Linked DNA regions of Anas platyrhynchos: region 1 is linked to region 2. A link is a contact called in public Hi-C data. All regions are on one chromosome and are shown on one strand. Each heading gives the region's core, a stretch centred on a gene start, on an enhancer-like site or on the middle of the called end of the contact. The rest is flanking DNA. Distances are from core to core; before and after follow the strand shown.

What was found. A called contact is a pair of places that touch in the nucleus more often than the background predicts.
Region 1: a contact with region 2 is called in a Hi-C map of subcutaneous adipose tissue, with 1.8 times the contacts expected there. The contact joins the promoter of DNAI7 here to the enhancer-like site in region 2. A contact is called at or near these places in 2 of 8 Hi-C or Micro-C datasets (liver and subcutaneous adipose tissue).

Annotation. Positions count from the first base shown.
Region 1 is chr1:75,775,880-75,782,140 of IASCAAS_PekinDuck_T2T, reverse strand. It overlaps DNAI7 (dynein axonemal intermediate chain 7), which reads right to left and starts at 1,781. Exons shown (of 16, transcript XM_027450000.2): 1 at 1,684-1,781; 2 at 1,185-1,205. The coding sequence starts at 1,686. ETFRF1 (electron transfer flavoprotein regulatory factor 1) reads left to right here and starts at 1,701. Exons shown (of 7, transcript XR_011811217.1): 1 at 1,701-1,831; 2 at 1,962-2,062; 3 at 2,152-2,367; 4 at 3,150-3,196. KRAS (KRAS proto-oncogene, GTPase) reads right to left here. Exons shown (of 7, transcript XM_027450007.3): 7 at 4,032-6,261.
Region 2 is chr1:75,711,879-75,717,923 of IASCAAS_PekinDuck_T2T, reverse strand. No RefSeq gene overlaps it. Among named protein-coding and RNA genes, the nearest start is that of KRAS, 37 kb to the left of the region's middle. Within about 2 kb of position 3,498, at least 7 of the 8 cell types and tissues checked have an H3K27ac peak or open chromatin away from gene starts, as enhancers often do. A contact at or near this core is called in subcutaneous adipose tissue, where this site is marked.

The DNA of each region.
Region 1 (6,261 bases), core at 532-3,031, 66 kb before region 2:
GTAAATATTGTTAAAAGCAAACCAATTTATTTAAGACATAAACAAGGAACACCTTTGTCATTCAGCACACAGAAAGTGTGTCCTCAATACTGTAATGTCGCGCTTTGATTTTGACAAGTATATTTTCAGAAACAAATAACTGCTTGGAAAGCTACTCAATTTATATTACTTTGCACAGCAATAAATAAATGCACAAACATAGTTTTGAACACAAAGTTTACCATGAAGCTTGAACAAAAACAATGGTGAAAGTTTAGTTCCAACAACAAACATACAGTCAGCAGTTAGCATCACATCTTGCCGTATTTGTTACCAAAACATTTATTTGCAAAAACTCTTCTACAACAGTCAACAAAAAACGTGATTCTACCTTTTGCAATTTCATAGAAGGGTCAGTTCCTTCCAATTGAAATAAAATAAAATAAAATAAAATAAAATAAAATAAAATCCAAATATCTTTCCTTCCAGTGAAAATGAAAAGATCATCTTGCTTCAATTACTTATAATCACTTTTAGTCAACTTGCTTTCACAATCTTATGACTTAATCTAGTACTGACAAATGTGAGATGTGCAATTCCCCAAAGAACACATTTGGATGTGTTCTTTCTGGGGGTGGGTATAGTTTCATTTTCATTGCAACTGAGAATGAGCAATGGACACGAACTAACAAAATCCCACCTCCTGTGGACTTCTGTCTGTTGTCCATCCCCCCTATGCATCAAGCTCAGTGGCCTGAAAGCCAGGACACCGGCTTGCTGCCCTGCCATCAAGTACCAAGACAAATGCTGTACCTGGGCCAAATTTGCCCCCTCTTCCTTAGCAGTTCAGCAGGTGTGCTACGCCGCCTCCTTGTGCAATGTGCACATGCGGAGTGTCACGGAGGCACCTGACCCTCTTTCCATCTGACCAACTGGCCAGGAAATAGGGTTCAAAAAAGAAATAAATCAATTTTAAAGAGCATACTATTGTCACAGCACCTTTATTATTGCAGAACAGCTTAAAAATATTTTGTTGATGTAAAGTTCAAAAATATCTGATGCTTACTTTAATTTCAGCATGAAACACTTAGACATTTTACTCACTGAATTTACAAAACAACAGGAAATAACAGCACACCACTGAAATGAGCACTGCAAGGTCCGAAGTGTTTTATATGAAATAGAGCATAACTTTACCTACCCACCTTTTTATTCTTTTTTGGACCCTAGAAGTTGAGGGAAGGAAAAAAAAAAAAAAAAGCATCAGAGATCAGGGTATAGAACATCACAAATCATTAGAAAAGCCAGTTACTCTGTAAAGCACGCTGAGACTGCCTGCCAAGAATGGATGATAATTTCAGTATCGGGGACAATTCGCTGCTAACACGATTCCAGCCCAGCATAATTAACTCTCGGGCTACAGCTGTATATTCCTGTTAGACACGCACCAAGCAGGCAGCTTAGCCCAGAGCACTATTTTAGTCCAAAAGCAAGAGGCTTTCAGCGGTTTCTGAGCCGGCCACCTGGCGCTGCCGACAGCCCCAACGATAACCCGCGCCGCGCCGCGACCACCACGGCCTGACCCCCTTCCCTCACGGGGACACCCCGCGGCAGCCGAGGCTGCTCAGGGCCGTCCGCAGTCGGCGACAGGCGGAGAGATGGCGCGACAGGGGGCGACACGAAGAGCAGGCCGCCCGCCCTCACCATGTCTCCGCCGCGTTGCCGGGGTGACGGCGGCGCCCAGCGGCGGGGCGGTGCCGCGCCGTGCGGCCCTGCCGTGAAGCGGCGCGCTGTTACGACAGGGCGCGCGGCCGGGGAGCCCCTGACCTTCCCCTCCGCACCGGGGGACCCAGTAAGTGCCCCCGCAAATAGCCCCGTCTGGGTAAGAACTGTAAACGGCCAAACCGTAATGGCTTACAGGAGGCTGGACCGGGATTTACGGACTTCCACAGAAGGCTAACAGCAAACTGATTGTTCTTCAGGTAAATTAAAGACGCAAGCAATCACGCAGGGCTGCAGAGTTCGGGGAAATGGGAGAATGGCCAGCTCGTTACGAGGGGAAGTGCTGAATCTTTACAAAAACGTAAGTGCTTTACATGCGCCGAGCTTAACCGGACAAAGCCCTGTTAACTGGAAGCCTGTCTAAAAGGAGTTTTTTCTTCTTCCCTCAAGCTGCTGTACCTCGGAAGGGAGTACCCCAAGGGAGCAGACTACTTTAGAAGCCGTTTGAAAGCAGCTTTTCTAAAAAATAAAGATGTGAAAGATCCCGAAAAAATCAAACAGCTAATTGCCCGAGGAGAATTTGTGATAAAAGAGTTGGAGGCTTTGTACTTCCTCAGAAAATACAGAGCAATGAAACAGCGCTACTATGATGACAAGGAGTAACCGGTATTAATGACTATGTAATGCTACAAATCCATAAAAGCAATCAATAAAAGAACTGTAACCTCAAAAGAAATGTAGACCCTTCCAACCCGTCTGAAGTACAAATTATGACTTTGCTTACCCTTAAGTAGGTGCTTGAAAGATCAGGGGGTCGTATTGTGTGGGTAGCAGGTTCTTCTTGAGTAGCTTTGACCTCCTTGATCTGAAACTTCACGTATGAAAATAGTTCTGCAGGGAGCAGCGGCAATGTGCTTCTGTTATATTTCAGTGTATGTGCTGAACAGTTAGCTGGTGATCAGCTGAGTGTTGGAATGCTGATTATTTGAGATGCTGCATGCCTCTTGTTACTTAGAGGATTAATCTGCTTTTTCAAGGCTTGTACATTTAAAGCATCATTGCCACCGTAACTGAGCACCTGCTTGAAAGGGAGGAAGTTCTCAAAAGTTTTAGCTACATCTGCTTCATGTGCAAGACTCCCTTCAGCAGGCTAACAGAGGTAGCATTACAGAGAACACTCTGGGAAGGGGATGGAGTAGAACAACAACGGTTTAAGTACTTAGATCCTACAGACAATTCCTGCGCCTACTGCTGATTTCTGAGGTTGCATAACTCCTGTAGCAGGAGTTTAGAACTTGATCCTCTCCTCTGGAAGAGAAGTTTGACCCTGGCTGTTTGATCCACAGCTAATTCTTTGTAGACTTTGGCTCAGCTAGCACAAACTTGTGCCATAACTGTTACTCTGTATATACTGTGGTGTGGTTGTTTTCGTTTTTTTTTCCCCACAGAACTAAATTACACTGGAGATGGAACAGAAATAATCTTTGAAATATAGGTAAGTACTCACTGCAGTAGAACTGCTGACAATAGCAACAGTCTATACCTGCATAAAGTCCAGAAAAGTAAAAAAATAAATAAATAAGGCCAATTAGAAGGTATGCTACCTTAAGATGAAGTATGTGCTTCAGTTTGTAGCACCATGTTGATTTGAAGAAGTATTCCCATATAATTTACTAACTCCTTTACAACATGTTGCACTTAAAACTATCCTGAACAAATAACCTCTACATGCAACATTCAACTTACCCTTCTTGGTAACTGGTAAAAGATTATCCAGATGGGATAACTAAGAAGGGTGAATGTGCAAGTTGTAGAACGGTAGCACTTCTACACTTTGTTCCCCTCATAGGACACAGGAGTGTCTTTTGTATTTTCTCTTAAGTTTACAAAAGGCATTTGATAGAAGAAAACATGCACAGCTGGGAATGAGCACAGCTCATATTTTAGACTTGTAGACAAATTTGAATCGAGTCTGCTGTTATGACTAACAAAAGCAAGGTCTCTGGGCATGGCTGGGAGTTAATAGCCCTTTAATTCCAGAAAAAAGGAACAAGATGTGCAACCTCACAAGGCTCTGCTCAGAGAACAGGATGCAAAAATAGCAGAGACCGCTAGAGGGATCAGTATTACAAAGCATTTTGTCAGAGTGCTGCAGCCCCTCTCAAGAGGAAGCGAACACCACTGGGAAAAGACAACCACTTTATGACAGGCAATGAGAAGTACAAGAAATAAACTGAAAACAATCGTCGAACACATGCAATTCATGGGTTACCCCATCACAAAGATGATGAACTGAAATTCTTGGAGAGAAAAGCAAACAGGGACAGAAATTCACAATACCTATTATTTTTTTTATTACATTACAATAAATAGGAGCAGTACAGTTTGACAAAAAAAATGACAAATTCCAGATCACTTCACAGCACATACTCCTAAAAACATTAAAAATTTTAAAACAAACAGTGGTCTTTTTTTTTTTTTTTTTTTTTAAACTTAGTATCTGGTACGACCAACATTCCGGTCACACAACCAAATGATGGAAAAACTGGATCACACTGCATATGTTCCACATCAAATAAAGCACAATGTACAAAATGTGCATGTTTCAGTTTACACTATACAAAAATAGTTAAAATACATTCCAGGTAAACATATTACATTAAGAAGTCATTCTAGTAAGAAGTTGGCACTCAAGAGGAAAAAGCAGAAGTATTTTCAACATGAAAACACGAGACAGTGGAATAAAGAAATGTTAGGAAAGATTTACCATCTATGTAGCTTTATGTAAACTTCAGACAAAATGATTTGTATGCAGTTTGATGGTCTTTGAAGGTAATAATTGTATTGCTTTATAAAGCAAAGAGTAGAAGATTGTGTGTCAGGATTTACCCATGACAGAGATCCTGTTATTGTAACAAATTCTATGCAGTGTAACTTTTTTTTTTCTTAAGTTAGGGAAAAAATTTAGGGCAATGAGACTGGTTAAAATAATTTTCAGTTCTGAGAAAACCAATGATAAAGTTGTTTACTGGTGTTACATAAAGCTACCATAAGGTGTTACTCCCTGACACATGGCAATTTAATGTATTAACATGGTAAGTGATTCACATGTTTATTTAGCAGTTACTATCAGAAATGATAGTACATCCAGGTATGTTTTTTGAAAGCATTTCAAATAGGGAAAAGACAGAATAATTATGAGATCAACGTGTGCAAGCTGCAATCCAACATGCTTCACCAAATCTTTACAAATAAGAAGACAAAACTGCACAACAGTGGCAAGGATGAGCTTTTTTTTTTTAATGTCTATAAGGGCAAACGTAAATAGACTGTAATAATTTGATTGGTAGCTACAGATCACACTTACTGAAAAAAGTACTTACATATAGCTTCATATTAGAGCTATATTGATCTGCATTTGATGATTAAGACATTTCTGCTAAATTTATTTCTCCTACCATTTTTAATTAAATTAATATGAGAATTTTAGACCAGCCCTAATTTTACATGCAGTGTGACTCAGTTACCAAAAATCGTAAGTCATCTTAGGATTGCTTCTGTTTGCTCAAGATATAGTATCCAGTTTTGCTATGTTCTTCATATATAATCAAGAGCATCTAAAATGTGCAAATAACCAGTTGTCTCCAATACATCTTTTAACATTGGATGCTGTGAAATGTTTTGTAACATTAAGAATTTGTCTGTATTCCTTACTGGCCCTTAAAATGTAGTGCTAGTCTCTCCTATTACCATTTTTCACAATCTTTCGTAATCTGAAGTATATTTCGTATCAAAGCTGAAAAGGGAGAGACTGGGTTTTGGTGGGGGCCTAGGGGAACAAGCAGTGCAGGCATGGAAAGGCATTCATTTGTTAAATTCTCAGCCACATTAGTTAAAGAACATGCAGCAATCCAGACAGTATACTTCCCCTAGCAGCTCTGCAGCTCTCTACCTAACAGTCACTGCTGTATTTTTCTTTTTTGTAGAAAGAAAAATATTACATTTATGCAGTTGCACCTTTGACATCATATAAAAGGTCTAAGTTACACTGGTATATTAGAATTCTACTGTGTAAAATTTCCGTGTAATGGTTTAGCTGTACTTTAGGTTACGGAAATGCTGCTCTTCCCTGTTCCAAACTTCCAGGATTTACTAGTCCAGTGTCCTGAATTACCCTACGTCAACGTCATGTTTAAGTTTTTAGGGTACACCAAAGCCACACTTTTAAATTCTACTCTGCAGCTGACTTAGGGACTAGTGTACCTTCTGGAACTGAGTCCATACTAAAAGCATCTAACAAGGCAACATTTGCAGTAAGATGACAGGAACTGGCAGCACTGCAATTACTGGCTCTTAGTTTGGTGCAGAATAGCTGGACTACTCGAGTACCAAAATGGAAAGCTTCTGCACAAATTCTGCATTAATTCTGATCAGAAAATAAAAAAGGAAAAAAAAAAATCACAAGAAAATATAACCACAGAAAAAGACAACATTAAAATCTTGGTCTAGTTTCATGACAGTCTAGACACTGGAATGCCACTCACCAACCATATAATCTGT
Region 2 (6,045 bases), core at 2,249-4,748:
GCACCCACCTAGCAGCTCGTGGCCTCCAAAAGAGGCACTGCTTCCAGTTCTCCCTCCCTGGGCTGCCCTGCATGGCCCCTTGAGCTCTCTATTGCTCATCGAAACACAAAGGAAATAATTCAGCCCATTCATCTAGGAGAGAACTTGCCACTTTTCTCAATCATTACCACTGGTACTAGTCTTCTGCTGTGTCAGTGAATTGGGCCAGCTTCAAGCAGGAGACAGCAAGAGTCAGGGCCGGAGCAAGGTCCCCCACCATCATGACTGGTAGCAAAGGGCAGCAATGGGTCGGATCCCTCCTGGCGCCAAAAAGCCATTGCAGCCACAGTCCCTGCCACATAGCCACCAACTGCAAAGAGTTGGGTTTATTTTGTGTTGATCTATGAAAGTAACTATGAATAGGAAACACCGGCGTAACAGTAACTGTGCCACAGGCTCCGCACTGCTTTAATCCTGCCAACGAAGCCCAAGACAGACCATTTCCACACTGAGAGAATCCCTAACTCAGGCCTTTGAGAAACATTTGCAAGGAAACAAAACACAAGTAGTTACGAATGCTGTAATTACTTCATTCATGTTCAGTATCTCCATCAAAGAGGTTCATTGGCACAAGTGCCAGTGTGGACACAATTATGGTAACCGGCTGTATTCTGTTCGCAAAGCTCGGGGGGGATTTTGTACCCATGGGGCTGTTGCACGCCTGGTGACAGGACGCTGATAGCCCGAGGCTACATTGATGATACTCAGCTTTCAGGGGTAGTGATAAAAAAAAATTCAAAAAAAATCCCCCAAATTGAATCAGAGCTGATAACTAGATTGAGTCTTCAGTATAACAACAGGCAGACAAATAAACACAGGTAAGTAGGCGTAAGAGAGAGGGATTTCAGCACTGCACCCCAGCTCAGGCTGCTAAGTGACAAGCGTGAGCCCCTGACAGCACACGCTGGGGGTTGCTGGATTGAAATGTACGAACCTTCCAGCAAGGCAGGAACTCTTCACAGGCTACACGGTACAGATGGGGCTTGTTTTCCTCTCCTCTGCCAGCTCACGCCCTGCCTCTCCACCTGATCCTGCCCCTCAGGATGAGCCTTCTGCTCAGTAGCCACAGGGGACTGCTAAGCGCGGCTGTCCCTGCTCCCCAGCCCCATCACGTGAAAGCTTCTGTGCTCACAAAAGCCTCCATCCTCCCACCCACCTCCGGTATCTGATCATTTTAAATCTGGAAGTGGTTTGTTTCTTTGTACGTACAGAGTCGAGGGGTGGGGGCTGAGAATCCTTTGTATTAGTGACCAAGACGTTGACTGCTAGGCAGATGGTGCTTGCCAGTGACACTCCACAAGTTTAACTTTTTGGATCTGGCTGGTTTGCGCTTTCATTTATTGTGAAATGCAATTCAGAGCAGGAAGAAGCCACAGCACTACTGGCTGAGGCAATGTCATACACTGAAACGGTCAAGAAGTTCACTACATAAATTTCTGTAAATTCACTTAAACTGCAGAGTGTATTAAAACCCACAGCTTTAAAACTGAATGTAGACATCACAGTCATTTTCAAGTGGATGCCAACAACAGTGCAAGTAGCAGGGTTAGAATAAACAGAAAAAAGCCACAACCCAAGTGAAACTGCTCGCTTGAAGCACATTCCATCTATGAAATATGTTTCGTCTTCTCTCCCACTGTGGCAGTGATGAGATCCTTAACAAAAAAGGAAATTGGCAGCCTGAGCATTTCAAAAAGCCTTGTAAGACGTACTTACCCACCACAGCATTTTAGCATACAGGTTCTGCAAGGGCCTGACCCAAAGACTGCTAAAATCAGCAAGTCTTTGTGCTGATTGAATGGATTGAATGATTTACTTTTAAGAGCACAAGAATGAGAAATCTGTTGCTCTTTTTACTGATTTACTCACAGCGTCTTTCCCTTTCCCAGATCCACTTACGCTTTATCCTGGAAACTACTGCCATGCGCTGATAAACAGGGGTCAAGTCAATCTGCACACTCACAGTACCATTGAGGTAAATTGTTTGTTGGGAACTAGCAGCACAAATTTCAGGCTATTGGGAGTCCTGCAGTCAGTCAGCTCTACACAGAGGTAGGTTCGGTGTGTGTGTGTGTGTGCTATTTACTTATTTATTTTAATGCTTTTTTGTTTGTTTGTTTGTTTTGTTTCCTTCTTTCTTTCCTGGTTGCTAATAAAAGCCAGAGGGAAACCTATCCGCCTGCCTCTGGTGGGAAGTGTGCCTAACCTTAAGAACTAAAGCATCTCCTCTCAAACCCACTAGCAGTGAGCGTGCTGCCTTGCCAAAAGGCATGTTGCTGAGGCTTTTTTTAAAGCACAAAAAGAGACATTTGCAATTCTTATTACAGTCAGTGCTCAACGGTATCGTGAGGCAAGCAGCCATGTGCGGTGGGTCTGCATGAAGACACGCACAGCTACAGAGGGCTGGGTCTCTGAGCAAAGGGGTAAACGCTACTGATTTCAACAGCGCTGGATGCTGTGAATCCAACACTGCACAAGGGGGAAATTGTACTGGAAAGAGCAGCAACTCGGTGACTCTCAGCAAGCCTGTGCATTCTGACAGGGGACTCCTCGGGTCCCATTTCCTCAGAGAGGACTCGTGTAAGGGCAGGCTTGCGAGACGGGCTCGGAGTCACCGCCGCCTTACCTCACCGCTTATGTCAGCGCGAGGCGGTTACAAAACCCTGCCGCTTCGTTACCGCCTGGAGCAGACGCACGCACCAGCCCCGGGACCTCAGGCACTCCTAAGGCGCCACACCTGGGCGCAAAGTCCCAATAAAACAACAACGAAAAATAGAACGGAAAAGCAACCCGGACCCACAAGCCAGCCCTGACAGAAGCGACTTTATTTTTTGAACTGAGAGCGCCCGGACTGTTTCAGCCTCGGCACCTCGCGCTGCGGGGCGGCCGGGCGCACCTCAACGGCTGTAACGGCCGTAACGGCTCCAACGGCTCGCGGGCAGCCCCCCCGCCCCCTCCCGATCGCACGTGCCCCGCCGCCACCGCCGCCGCCGCCGCCCAGCGCTGTGCGGCACCTCCCAGGGGCTCTTTAAATAGCGTCTATAAATACAACGGCACCAGCCGCCTCCCCATTGGCCGTCGCCGCCCGGCTGATTTGCATATGCAGGAGGCGGGGCCTCCGGGTCACGTGGGGGCGGGGCGCGAGTTGTGCAAGCGCGCCGTGACCCATTTCCCGCCGGGGCGGCGGCGCCTGGCGCTTGGCTCGCTGCACGGCGCGGCACGGCACGGCACTGCACGGCACTGCACTGCACTGCACTGCATCACATTGCATTCTATTGTGCTGCACTGCACTGCCTTGCCGTGCCTTGCTTTGCCCAGCACTGCTCTGTGCAGCTTCATGTTGCATTGTGCTGCCCTGCATGGCTCATTGCATTTTATCGCTTTTGCACGTTACCAGCAAATGCTCAAGCTGTGTCAGTGTGTCTGAGGCTGCTTGAGTCCCTGGCTCCGCGTGGGGTGTGCAGCTGGCCGCGAGAGGAGGCCAGAAAGCACCACCCTGCCTCCTCCAGCAAACAGCGTGCAGAGGGTTCAGAGCCGGGCTGAAAGGAGCACATTTCGCGCTCCCGCTGGCATATTTCTGGAATTAGGTGGGGTGGGAAAGACAAACAAGGCCCTTGAAACTGTGGACGTCAGTAGTGTGTCATGCTAGGGTCAGTGGCTGACAACGAGGGGAGGGAGCGTGGAGCTGGAAGTGCCGGAGGCAGCGGGGCGAGAGGGGGAAGCCCAGGACATCCGTGCAGGATGCTGCCAGCACCCGCTTCCCGCAGCACAGAGCTGCTTCATGTAGCACTGGGTGCTGGGCCTTCACCGGGGCAGCCCCATCACCCCTGACAAAGAAGCCCCACTCTGGAAGCAGTAGCTGTGTGAAAGATCATGAGGGTGCTTTGCAGGAGCAAAATGCGGCCCCTGTGTGAGGAGCGCTGCTCCTGTGAGAAATAATGTGAGAAAACGCTGAGATTCCTTTGCGCAAAGGTCTGGAATCTCGACAACTCCCAGAATTTCCACCGCTGCCCCTGTTTCTCTGCTGGGCACAGGCCCTCCCTCCGTCACCCACTGAAGGAGCACTCCCTGTGCTGCTGAATTCCTCAGGCCAAAGTAGGCGGGGGTGCAGGTGCTTGCCTTTTATTTTCATCTTCTTAGCACTTAGCAAAGTGACTGGGAATTGTCAGAATGTGGGAATTCATCACAGGGCTCAGATATCCAGTGTTTTCCTCAGACTTATGGCACCTACCTCGTGTGCTTGTAAGAGCATCTTGGCTTTCCCTGAAGGTAAGGGGGACACTTCTGGATCTTGTGTCCAGGCAGGAAGACAAACGAGGGCAGCTAAAAGGGAAGAGGGGCAGGGAGAAAACAATAAAATTCTGGTGCAAAACATGCCAGAACGTTGCTGCACAAACAGTGGAGCTCAGGATTTCTGCACTCTCGGTGTCGACAGCATTGCCGCACCAAAGGAGTCAGCACGCTCCCCACCTGCGTGCTGCACTTCCTGGCAATTTCACTCCAGCTGTGCTGACCCAGATCTGCCTGAGGAGCTGATGTGGTTTTGAGCATGATCTTAAATTCACTTTTAATTTTTGAGCAGCTGTAATTAAACACAGCTTTATTTAAACACATCCAGACATGCGCAGCACCGTGCAGCAGCTGAGCGGCTGCTGCCGCCACAACCTGGACACACCGCAGCCAAGCTGGATGGGCCATCGGAGGGCTTGTTCAGTGAGAGAAGGAAGGAAGCAGAGTGAAAAGAAAAAGGAAAGAAAAAGAGAATTGACAACTGCAGGCCACAAGTCGGAGTTGTACTGCTGACTGACATGGTATGGCTCTGAAAAAAGGCAGAAAATGGGTGCACCACTGTGTATGTGCAACTTCTGGCAGCAGCTCGTGTCTTCTGCCTGCACTTTTTTCCCTGCCCTGGCTTTGCCATTTCGGCTGGCAGGGAGAGAAGCCCATACACTGTAGTTCTTGTCTGCCAAAGCAAGCCATTGCTGCATCCTAAAGAAGCAGTTTTGATTCGCAAGAGGCCATCAATGACGGAGGTGACGGTGCATGCAGCACTCAGGGAAGGGCTGTAGCTCCCACCTTGCCCTGCTCTGCCAATGTGCGACAGCCCCAGCAAGGCTGCAGCGTGCCACCGGGGCTGTTTGCAGCACTGCAGCATCGGCTTGGTGGTGTGGCGAGGTGTGTTTGCACAAGTAGTGCAGTCATCACATCTCCAGTTTTCCTCCAGAAGGCAAATATAGCTGGAGCCCGACATTGAGAAAACACAGAACACTAAGGCAGGAAGATTTTGCTGTGATAGTAGATTTAAAGGAACGACAGATAGCATGGCTCTACAGTAATTTATTCTGGTGTAAATTTGCTGCAAATTACTTCTAAATCTGCCTGCTAACACTTAGACCTGTTTTATACTATAATAAATAACTGCACAGGATGCAGATCCATAAAGGTCCAGGCTTGTGATCTGGGAGCAGTCACACCATGAAGCCAGCCAAGTCCTATCAAACCCTATATTACTTCTGGCATTTCTGTACTGCTCTGTGCTCTTGCGGGTGCCAGGTTATCCCGAACTTTATTAAACACCACTTTGCACATTACTTTGAAACAAATCCTGCTGAGACAATAAATAACCAGTCCTACCCAGGTGCACCTCTGGCAAATGAAAACTGCACCAATGCAGAAAACGAGCTGGAGCAGCGGGACGGACAGACAGGCCAGCCAAACACCGAAGCTGGCAGTGGGAAGGACGGGGCTGCCTAAGCAGGGATGCCTGATGCTATTTTGGGCAGGCGTGTGGATCCCTCTCAGCCCTTCCCTGCCAGTCCAGAAGGGCGTGGGTCTCTCATGGGTTGCGTGTCAGACATGCCTGTCTCGTATGGATGTTTTGGGTATTCTAGGATGGGTAAAGCAGCCATTCAGGGGCTGGGCAGGGTAAACTAAGGTGCTTAAAATAGCGCTGCATGACTGCATTTAGGCAAATGAGCATGGCCGTGGCATGTCTGAAACCATGCC